Linked DNA regions of Macaca mulatta: region 2 is linked to region 1. Evidence: chromatin contacts called from public Hi-C data. All regions are on one chromosome and are shown on one strand. Each heading gives the region's core, a stretch centred on a gene start, on an enhancer-like site or on the middle of the called end of the contact. The rest is flanking DNA. Distances are from core to core; before and after follow the strand shown.

Region 1 (4,714 bases), core at 1,442-3,941:
TCTTTAATCCCAGGACATTTTGTTTTCCCTGGCTTTTAGGCATTATTTGAAATAAGTTTCTGGTAAAAAGTTGAACTATTTCTGAGAATATTTGTGCCAGAGTCATCAAACACTGTTGAGAGTGTATTGTTTGATGGAGTATTACATGGATTCTCAATATGTAAAACAGGGGTAAGTGTGGTTACTTTGATTGAAGTGGGGATGAGGAGTCCTAAAGTTCCGTATTCTTATGACCCCCTTTCTCCAGGATTCCTGAGGAGCCCCCAAGGAACCTTTCGAATTCCTTAGAATATAGTTTGAGAACAACTGTTAGGGTAGTAGAACAAGGGAACTAAGAATTAAAATTTTAGGATTTTGTTATGGCTGTTCTGTTCACTTTTTTCTTTCCCTTATTCCTACTCATAGATTCAGTTCTCTGATTATTCAGACCATATGAATATCAGATTTTCTCAGTGTATTGCTGACAACAGATCATTTCTGGTGTTCACTAAGTAATAGCTGTCATTAATGCACACATGAGCACCTTGTTCAGTTTTATCGTGATCGTTTTATCATGTGATAGCTTTATTCTGTACAAGTAGTTTAAATGTCCACCTTATTCTTTTCATCTTAGGGGATAGGGAAGAGAGTTTGACCAAGGCCTGTCTTTGCCGTAAAAGCATTGTTTTGTTAGGATTTTATGAAGGCTTGGGGAAATGTCTGTTGGGAATTCACAACAGTCTTCATAGATAACCTTATCAGGAAAAATGTGTTTTGTTTGTGGGAGAGATTATTAGTGTGTCAATTGTCAGCACCGTGGAGAGTTCAAACTCTCCTCATTCCTTGGGTTGGTGAATAGGACGTAGCTAAACCACAGAACTGCGTGGTATAGACCTGCCCTTTTTCAGAGCCCAGTTTGTCCAAGTTCTGATTGGTACCGATTGGGTGAGAGTCAAACACCTCTGAGTGTCCCCCATCCTCCCTGGAATCGTGTAAGTGTATAAATCCCAGATTCATGCCAAAGATTTGGCTAATTTGATGGAGGTATGTGAGTGGAATCCTGCCTCCTGCTCCATTAGTAACATCATTTATATTGTGATACGTGAAATTTTTACCAGCCCTTAAGAAAAACTCTTTCCTATTCATCTTTGCTTAGAGAACCTTGAGGGAACTTAAAGTTGCTTTTTCATTCCTTGGGCCTTGTTTTCTGCCTCTGCATGAGGAAAGGCATCAATGCTCTGGCTCTCTGCCCAGTCTTGCTTTTGTGTTTCTTTGATCTCATTGTTCAGAGGGTCTCAGAGAAGCCCCAAGAGCCATGCCTTTGCATGTTTAAGCTATTGATGCTTTTGAAATAACAGAGCGTCGCTGTGTAAGAAGTGTATTAAAGGTCTATCTTGAACAAATTTGGGTCAATAGGTGGCAGTAGTCACCGAGTCTTGAGGCCCTGACACCCCCTAAACACAAACACATTTGATGGCCATTATATTTAAGGAAGGATGTGAGAAAGGAGGTCACATTGAGATTAAAATGGGGAAGAAAAGCAATCCTTTTTGGTGGAATCCAGGAAATGCTGAAATGTGCTGGATTACATCTGTGGGAATGTTGTGTGGGGTATGAGGGAAGATTGCTGTCAGCTAATGAAGGGCACTGATTGGAAAGAGCACAGCCTCAGGATTGGGGGAGCAGATTCATTCATCTAAGATGTAGGTGCTAAGGCCTCTTCCAGCTAGAGTAAGCGTGTGTTAAATGAGGACCAGCACTGAAAGGATAGAGTGGGGTTGGAGTGAGTAGAGATACAAGTGGGGGAAGGAGGGGCAGATCTGTGTGAAGGGACCATGGAAAGGGTGGGCTGTGAAGGGGAGGACTGCGGTTAGAGGGGGAGGGGGGAGGCTGCTGCAATACTTGAGCCTATCTAATAGGGGAGGGGAGGGGGAGATATTGGTCTGTGCTGCAGCTGCATTGCTTCCCCTCCCCCACACTTCTCAAGGAGCCAGAGCAGTGCTGGCAAATCTGTCTTCATGTATTTATTATTATTAAAAATGTGACAGATCCTTCCTCCCTGGAAGCACAACAAATACTGCTGATCACATTTCTCTCTCCCCTCCCTCTGCAGAGCTTTTGCATTCTCTCTTTCATTCCACCCTGTCCTCCCCCACTTGGTCTGTTTGGTGGGGGGGAACCTTTCCCTTCTTTCCTTCTTAGAGCTTGGTGGCTCCCTGGGGGTTTCTAATGGTGGTTGGGAGTTTTGAGGCAGTGCTGGGAGGAAGCAGCCCAGTGAGGGGCATTCATGGCCCCAGGGAGGTAGCTGTATTCTCTCATATCCAGTGGGGAAAGGAAATCACTTGGAAATAAAGATAAAAACTCTTTCTCCAGGTAATGAAATAAGCAGGTGCTCACATTCCTTTCAGTACCTGGTGTTCCTCCCTCTTCATATTCTTGTCTTTTTTACTGCCTGAATTCTGAAGGGGAAACCCCCTTGTAATGGAAAAAGCCGGGAGTTCTCTGTCTTCCCTCCCTTACCTTAAGTCCCTCTCTTCCCAGGAGAGCCATATACAATTTATTCTTCTAGCCTGCATGTTGTGTAACCAAGAGGTTTGAAGGGCAAAAGCCATGGCTTCTTCCTCCCAACCTGCACCCCAGACTCCCATGCCCAGGCGAGGACCTCTTTTGTTGCAGCCTGTAGCCCTTCGCCATACCCATAGGTGGTGCTGCTGTTGCTTTGCAGGCAGGGCCCTCCCCACCAACATCATTCCTCCCCACCCTGTCGCCCTCCCCCTTTCTCCAGCCCTCTACTGCCTGATTGTTATTCCACCAACGTCTCCTCTACTGTTCCCTTCCTCAAATTAATTTTGTGGTGCTCTTTTTTTCCGCAGTGCCATCTTCTTCCCCTCCCCCAGCTCCAGCTCTCTTGCTTTCTGTCTCTCTCTTTCTTTCTGTCTGTCTGCAGGATCTCCATCTCACTTCCCTATCTGAAATCTATACTCTTCCTTACTCCTTTCTTTTTCTATCTCTTTCTCTCTGTCTTTCTGCAGGATCTCCATCTCACTTCCTTATCTGAAATCTACACTCTTCCTTACTCCCTTTCTTTTTCATTATCTGTTCTATCCTTGACATCTTACACATGACTCTCCCAATGAAAGAGGGCTGTAGATGAGAGTGGCTTAGAAGAGAACAGGGTGAGGAGAACCGAGGGGTCAGTACTGAAGAGTAGGTGGGGAGAATGACGAGGCTTTGTAGGGGAAACATGATAGGAGAGAGAAAATATCCTTTGCTGTCTGCATCTATTCAGTTCCTGGATTTGGATAATGAGAGTTAACTTGGCAAGGGATCGATCCTGTGTTATCTGAATCTACAGATTTGGGTTCTACATGCTGGGAAAATGGGAGCTAGGGAATAGCAATAATTCAGATAATAGTGGCTTCATCCAGAAACTTTTGGATTAGATTGCTAAGGATACTTCTACTTTCGTTATCCTATGTTTTGAAGACTGGAGGAGATGTCCTATTACTGATCTTTTGTGTCCTTAGAAGGTTCTTGCCAGGACCTGTGACACTTATGTGATGGGCATCCTGGCTCTCTGGTCACTGCTGAACACAATTCTGGCTGCAGGACCTTGGCACACTCTTGTAGTCTGCTTCCTCTTTTTGTCATTTCGTGTCATTCTTTTATCACAGCTGAATTTACATGGTTGCCCCATTCAGCCCACAGTGCCCTGTATTGTTTAGCCTTTCCAGAATACACCCACACTCCTTAGACTGTTATGTCAGCTCAGGCATCATCTCACTTCTTAACTTTATTTTGGAGACCTTTCATTGTGAGACCAGTACCCCACAACCACCTAATTCAGCAGTGTTTTTTATTGTAAAGTTATCCAATTTCTAGGATGGCTAATTTTTCTCTTACTGGATTATTCTTTATGAATTAATAGCATCCTAGTTATTCCCTGGATGGTAGTGCTGAGTCTGACTTCTGTATATCCTAGGAATAGGCCAGAATATGGACCTCTTTCCTTGATTCCCTGGTGGGAGGAGATCTTCCTTAGCTTAAGTGGCAGTCCTAGAATGGCTGGCTTCCATTTCCTCAGCATGTGTGGGTCAAGACTGAATCCTGGACTATGGGGAGAGGCAGAGTTTGCCAGAGCCAAGTGAAAAGCAGGGACTAGAACACCAATCCCTCGCCTTACTGTCTGAGCCTTGGAAGTACCTGTGGAGCCCTGTCTTCTTGCCTGCCTCTCCTGCCTTCCTAAGGTGCATACATGTGTTGGTGGAGGCAGAGGCCAATGGCCTCTTCATTTCCTCGGCAGATTTTCCTGTTTCCTTTCTTAGAGATCTTTTTTGCTCTATTCAGGGGACTGTAGTTGGGATCATGGTTTCATGTAATATAGACAGTGATCTCTGTTTAGGTCCCTCTTTTAAAAAGCGAGGCCCAATAAATATTTGTTGAAGTGGATGATAGAGACTTTTCTGCTTTAGCATCCTTTGGGAGAGCAGTAAATTGAGTTTTAACTATTTTTTTTTTCTAGGTACTTACATTGCTGTAGCTAAAATTGTTTGATTTTTGTTTTCTTTTGCTTACAGGCCCTATAGGGGGAAATGATTTATCTAAGACTATTCAAATAAATCATTAGCAGAACTGGTATTAGAATCTGTTTTCTCTGACATCCAGGTCTGACATTCCCTTTACTACCCCTTAGGAACCAATGTCCCCAATTCATCCCCAGAGCCACTGGCAGCCT
Region 2 (4,714 bases), core at 716-3,215, 68 kb after region 1:
CCACACCTCTCCCAGCCCCTTGCTTGCTGGTACATTCTGCTGCTGGGGTTAAAATGCTGGATAAGAGGAAAAGGGATAAAAGAAACTTAGGATGATCAAGAAGAAAAGGTAGGAAGAGGGCAGATTATGGGAACAAAGGTGGAAACTCATAAGAGAGCTGGTGGGAAACAGATGGAAAAAAGAGGTGAAGCAAAATGGGGAAATAAAAAAATATACAATGATAAAGTGGGGGAAGGGAGGAAAATTAAGTCAGCAGGGAAGAGGTTTTGTGGTGGGAAGCTCCTGGGAAGGCAGATGACACGCATGAGACCAGAAGGTGAGGTTCTGATGAGGGAGACAGGCACATGGCAAAGGGGACAGTCAACAATGCTAGGAAGTTCCAAAGCTTCCCTGGTGAAGGTGGAAGAGGAGGCTGTCCTGGCCATGCTGAAGGCACTAGAGGCTTTGGTGGAGACACATTTGCTCCATCATCCCACTCCTCCAGGCCCTGACTGTGACCACCACAATCATGACTGATAAGCAAATTCCAAAGTAGCTTGAAAAGGCCAGAGATATCCAGACAGACTCTGAAGGAGAGGGCATGGAGTTCTAGACCGACAGAACAGGCAGCCAACGCGTGACACATAGTGACAGAGACACACAAGGAGAGGATCACTGGGATGGGAAGGGTCACAAGTGAAGGCAGTGACATACAGACCCAGAGATGGATGGGATGGAAGAGACGAGATGAATGGCAAAACCAAAAGTCAGGGACACATGGACAGAGATCAGCGGGGCTACAGGCGCAGCGAGAAGCGTGGTCTTGTGCTTGAAAATGATACGGCTGCTCAGAGGGGCAGACAAGAGCGGATGGGGGTGGTGGGATGGGCGTGCAGGACAGACACGCTTCACCTTGAATGGGCATGTGGCCTCCCCTCACCTACTCAACCCTTTCAAAAAAAGGAATGGAAAGCCCAACTTCAGCCAAAAACGAACGAAGATTGAGGGTATCCACGTCCCCTCCCACTCCACGCCCCAGCGCGCTAGCCCATCCATCAGCCAGCCGGCCGCTGTTCTCCCGTCCCACAGCCGGCGGGGGGCCGCCGAGACCCAGGCCCCTCCAGGCTGACAGCTCTGAGCCCTCACACTCACCGGGCCTCCCCTTCCCTCCGGGACCCCCGCTCCCTGCACAGCTCAGCGCGGTCCGTCTAGGCTTTCCATACCCTCCGTCTGTCCGGCGGGCCTCTGCCTTTCCCGTTCCCGTTTCTCCCTCCACCCCCGCATCTCTCTCTACCCCCGTCCCCGCGCACGCCCTCTTCCTCCCACACCCCTGTCTGCTTTCTCCCTGGGCTCTCGGTCTGTCTGTCCGTCCGTCCTTGTCCCCTCCCCCAGCCCCTTCTCGTCCCTCTCCGTCCCCTCCAGCGGCAGTCTCCGAGCGCCTCCTCTCCCGTCTCGAGCTTCCAAAGAGCAAGGAAGGGAAGAAGAGAGAGAGGGAGAGGAGAAAAAAACCAACCCAGCAGCATCGGAAATCGATGCACTTACACCTCAGCTGGAAGCAGGGACGGGAGTCGAACCGCGGCCGCCGAGCAGCGCGAGGCGGGGAGGGGAGGGGGCGGCTCTTGGAAGGGACTTCTCCGATGTGTTGATTCCTCTTTTTTCCCCTCCTCCTCCCTCCCTCCAGCGCTCGCTCCGGGGCGTCGGGGACGGAGATGGAAAAAATAAATAAATAAATTCACGGCGGTGAGGGAAGTGAAGGAAAATAATCAATGCTATTTGGCTGCGGCTGAAGTGTTTCCCCGGCTTCGTGAGGGGGTTTCCATTGATTCACCCTGGGCACTCGCTCGCTCCCTGCCTCCTCCTCCTCCTCCTCCTCCTCCTCCTCCTTCTCCTCCTCCTCCTCGCCCTCCTCCTCCTCCTCGCCCTCACTCCTCCGCCTCATTCACTGGCTGGAGTCGAGGCGTCCCACACAATGGAATAATCAATACCCAGGCGCCCGGGGCGGCCCCACTGAGCAGGTGCAGCGACCCGCCCGCCGCGGCGCATGCCGGGAGTTGTAGTCTGTTCGCGCCCGCCCGCCTCGCGGGACCCAGAGCCTGGGGGCAGGCCGGCCAGCCCATCAGGTCGCCTCCTCGACTCTGGCTCCAAGTTCAAGCCGGTGCTTGCAAAGAGGGCAGGCCCCTTTAAACTCTTTTCCGTCTCCTCTCTTCTTCATCCTGTGGTCTGCAGAAACCATACATGTGTTTTGTTGTTTTGTTTTAAATCAGCTACAGAACAAACCCTGAGCCGCCCAAGGCCTCCTTTTTTTCATTCCCTTCTTCCTGCCTTATTATTCCCCCCCTCTCCTATTGGGTACTAGAACCTTTTCTACCGCAGCAATTACTCTTTAGTCTCTGAGAGCTTCTGCCTCCTCCACGCGGTTACATAGTCCCCTGAGCTGGGTAGTGGGAGGTTCGGGCTCCTCCTCCTCATCTTCAGTTTATCAGCTCATTAAGTGTTCCTGCAATTTTTTTTTATTTTTTATTTTTTTGTTGTTGTTGAGATGGAGTCTCGCTCAGTCGCCCAGGTTGGAGTGCAGTGGCGTGATCTCGGCTCACTGCAACCTCCACCACTGGGTTCAAGCGATTCTCCTGCCTCAGCCTCCTAAGTAGCTGGGATTACAGGCAAGCACCACCACACCCAGCTAATTTTTGTATTTTTAGTAGAGACGGGGTTTCACCATGTTGGTCAGGCTGGTCTCCAACTCCTCACCTTGTGATCCGCCTGCCTCGGCCTCCCAAAGTGCTGGGATTACAGGTATGAGCCACCGCTGCGTCCAGCCCATTTTTTGTTGTTGTTTTTTGAGACAGAGTCACTCTGTCGCCCAGGCTGCAGTGCAGTGGCATGATCCCAGCTCACTGCAACCTTCGCCTCCCAGGTTCAAGTGATTCTCCTGCCTCAGCCTCCCAAGTAGCTGGGATTATATAGGTGCCCGTCACCATGCCCTGCTAATTTTGTATTTTTAGTAGAGATGGGGGTTTCACCATCTTAGCCAGGCTGGTCTGGAACTCCTGACCTCAGGTGATCCACCAGCCTCAGCCTCCCAAAGTGCTGGGATTATAGGCGTGAGCCACCTCGCCCTGCCGCTCCCGTATTCTAATAACAATAATTTCTAAGATTTCTTGAATGCACAGGGACAGTTTCAAGCACTTTTACATATATTGTCTGGTCCTCTCAATCTCAATAGTATCAATATAATAGATACTATTATAGTCCCATTTTACAGTTGAGGAAACTAAGGCACAAATAAGTGAATTAACAGGCCCAAGGTCCAATGGCCAATAAGTAAGTGACAGCACCAGGATTCAAAAACCTCCATGGTCTGGGTCCAGAGCCCACACTAACTGCTATAGCCTACTTCTCTTAAACAACACAACAAAACCCTGAAGTTCACATGACAAAAAAGAGAAAGAAATGAACATTTTGAGTTTATACTATGTAACAGTTTATGACTGAATCCTCATAGGTAACTGTGGGGCAGACCACATTTTCTCAACGAAAAAGCAGAGGCTGGCTGGGTGTGGTGGCTCACGCCTGTAATCCCAGCACTTTGGGAGGCCAAGGTGGGTGGATCACCTGAGGTCAGGAGTTCAAGACCAGCCTGACCAACATGGAGAAACCCTGTCTCTACTAAAAATACAAAATTATCTGGGCGTGGTGGCATGCACCTGTAATCCCAGCTATTTGGGAGGCTGACATAGAATAATTCCTTGAACCCGAGAGGCAGAGGTTGCGGTGAACCAAGATCACACCATTGCACTCCAGCCTGGGCAACAAGAGTGAAACTCCATCTCAAAAACAAAAACAAACAAATAAAAAACAAAAATCAGGCAGGTGTGGTGGCATGTGCCTGTAGTCCCAACTACTCAGGAGGCTGAGGCAGGAGAATCACTTGAACCTGGGAGGCAGAGGTTGCAGTGAGCTGAGATGCCAGAGTGAGACTCAGTCTCAAAAAAAAAAAAAAAAAAAGAAAAAGCAGATGCTTAGGGAAGTAGAGTAGCTTGCCGATGGCCAAACATCTAGAAAGTGAAGCTGGGAGTCAACCCCAGGTCTGGCTCCGGAAACTGATCTTTCTGTTCAAATAAGCTGCAGCTTTTACCCCACTGGATTGGACCTTATAACACAAGGAAAAATTAGGTCTTCATCCCAGGTTAGCAAAACTGGAAAGCAAAAGATGGATGAAAAGCAGGCCCTAGGAGCTGGGGTTGCTTCCCTCCCTAACGAATGGTGCTTAACATGGAGTGGGGCCAGGGGTTCACCCAAGCTATCCCAAGTTCAAGATGCCATTTGTTTATTTATTTTTACACAGGGTCTTGCTCTGTTGCCGAGTACAGGCAGTAGCAGGATCATAGCTCACTGCCCTTGACCTCCTGGGCTCAAGCTATCCCCCTGCTTCAACCTCCTGAGCAGCTGGGACCACAGGCATGCGCTACCACACGCAGCTAACTAAAAAAAAAATTTTTTTTTTTTTTTAGAAACAGGGTCTTGCTATGTTGCCCAGGCTGGTCTCAAACTCCTGGCCTCAAGTGATCCTCCTGCCTCCACCTCCCAAAGCGGTAGGATTACAGGTGTGAGCCAACGCACTTGGCCAAAATGCCATGTCTTTAAACCAGTGTCCTTCTCCTTATAATACCTCTCACTGGTCATGTGTTTCCAAAAACATACTGGGGAGAGGGCAGGTGTTGAGAACATGGCACTT

What was found. Hi-C and Micro-C count contacts between places; a contact is called where the count stands out from the background.
Region 2: a contact with region 1 is called in a Hi-C map of fetal cortical plate, with 5 times the contacts expected there. The contact joins the promoter of ZFHX2 here to the enhancer-like site in region 1. A contact is called at or near these places in 7 of 14 Hi-C or Micro-C datasets (CD4 T cells, blood, cortical neurons and 4 more).

The regions. Positions count from the first base shown.
Region 1 is chr7:96,579,285-96,583,998 of T2T-MMU8v2.0, forward strand. No RefSeq gene overlaps it. Among named protein-coding and RNA genes, the nearest start is that of NGDN, 13 kb to the left of the region's middle. Within about 2 kb of position 2,692, at least 13 of the 40 cell types and tissues checked have an H3K27ac peak or open chromatin away from gene starts, as enhancers often do. A contact at or near this core is called in fetal cortex germinal zone and fetal cortical plate, where this site is marked.
Region 2 is chr7:96,648,140-96,652,853 of T2T-MMU8v2.0, forward strand. ZFHX2 (zinc finger homeobox 2) reads right to left here and starts at 1,966. Exons shown (of 10, transcript XM_028851431.2): 1 at 1,522-1,966. All of the region lies in intron 1 of THTPA (thiamine triphosphatase), which reads left to right. LOC144330174 (a long non-coding RNA gene) reads right to left here. Exons shown (of 3, transcript XR_013396117.1): 3 at 1,965-2,199.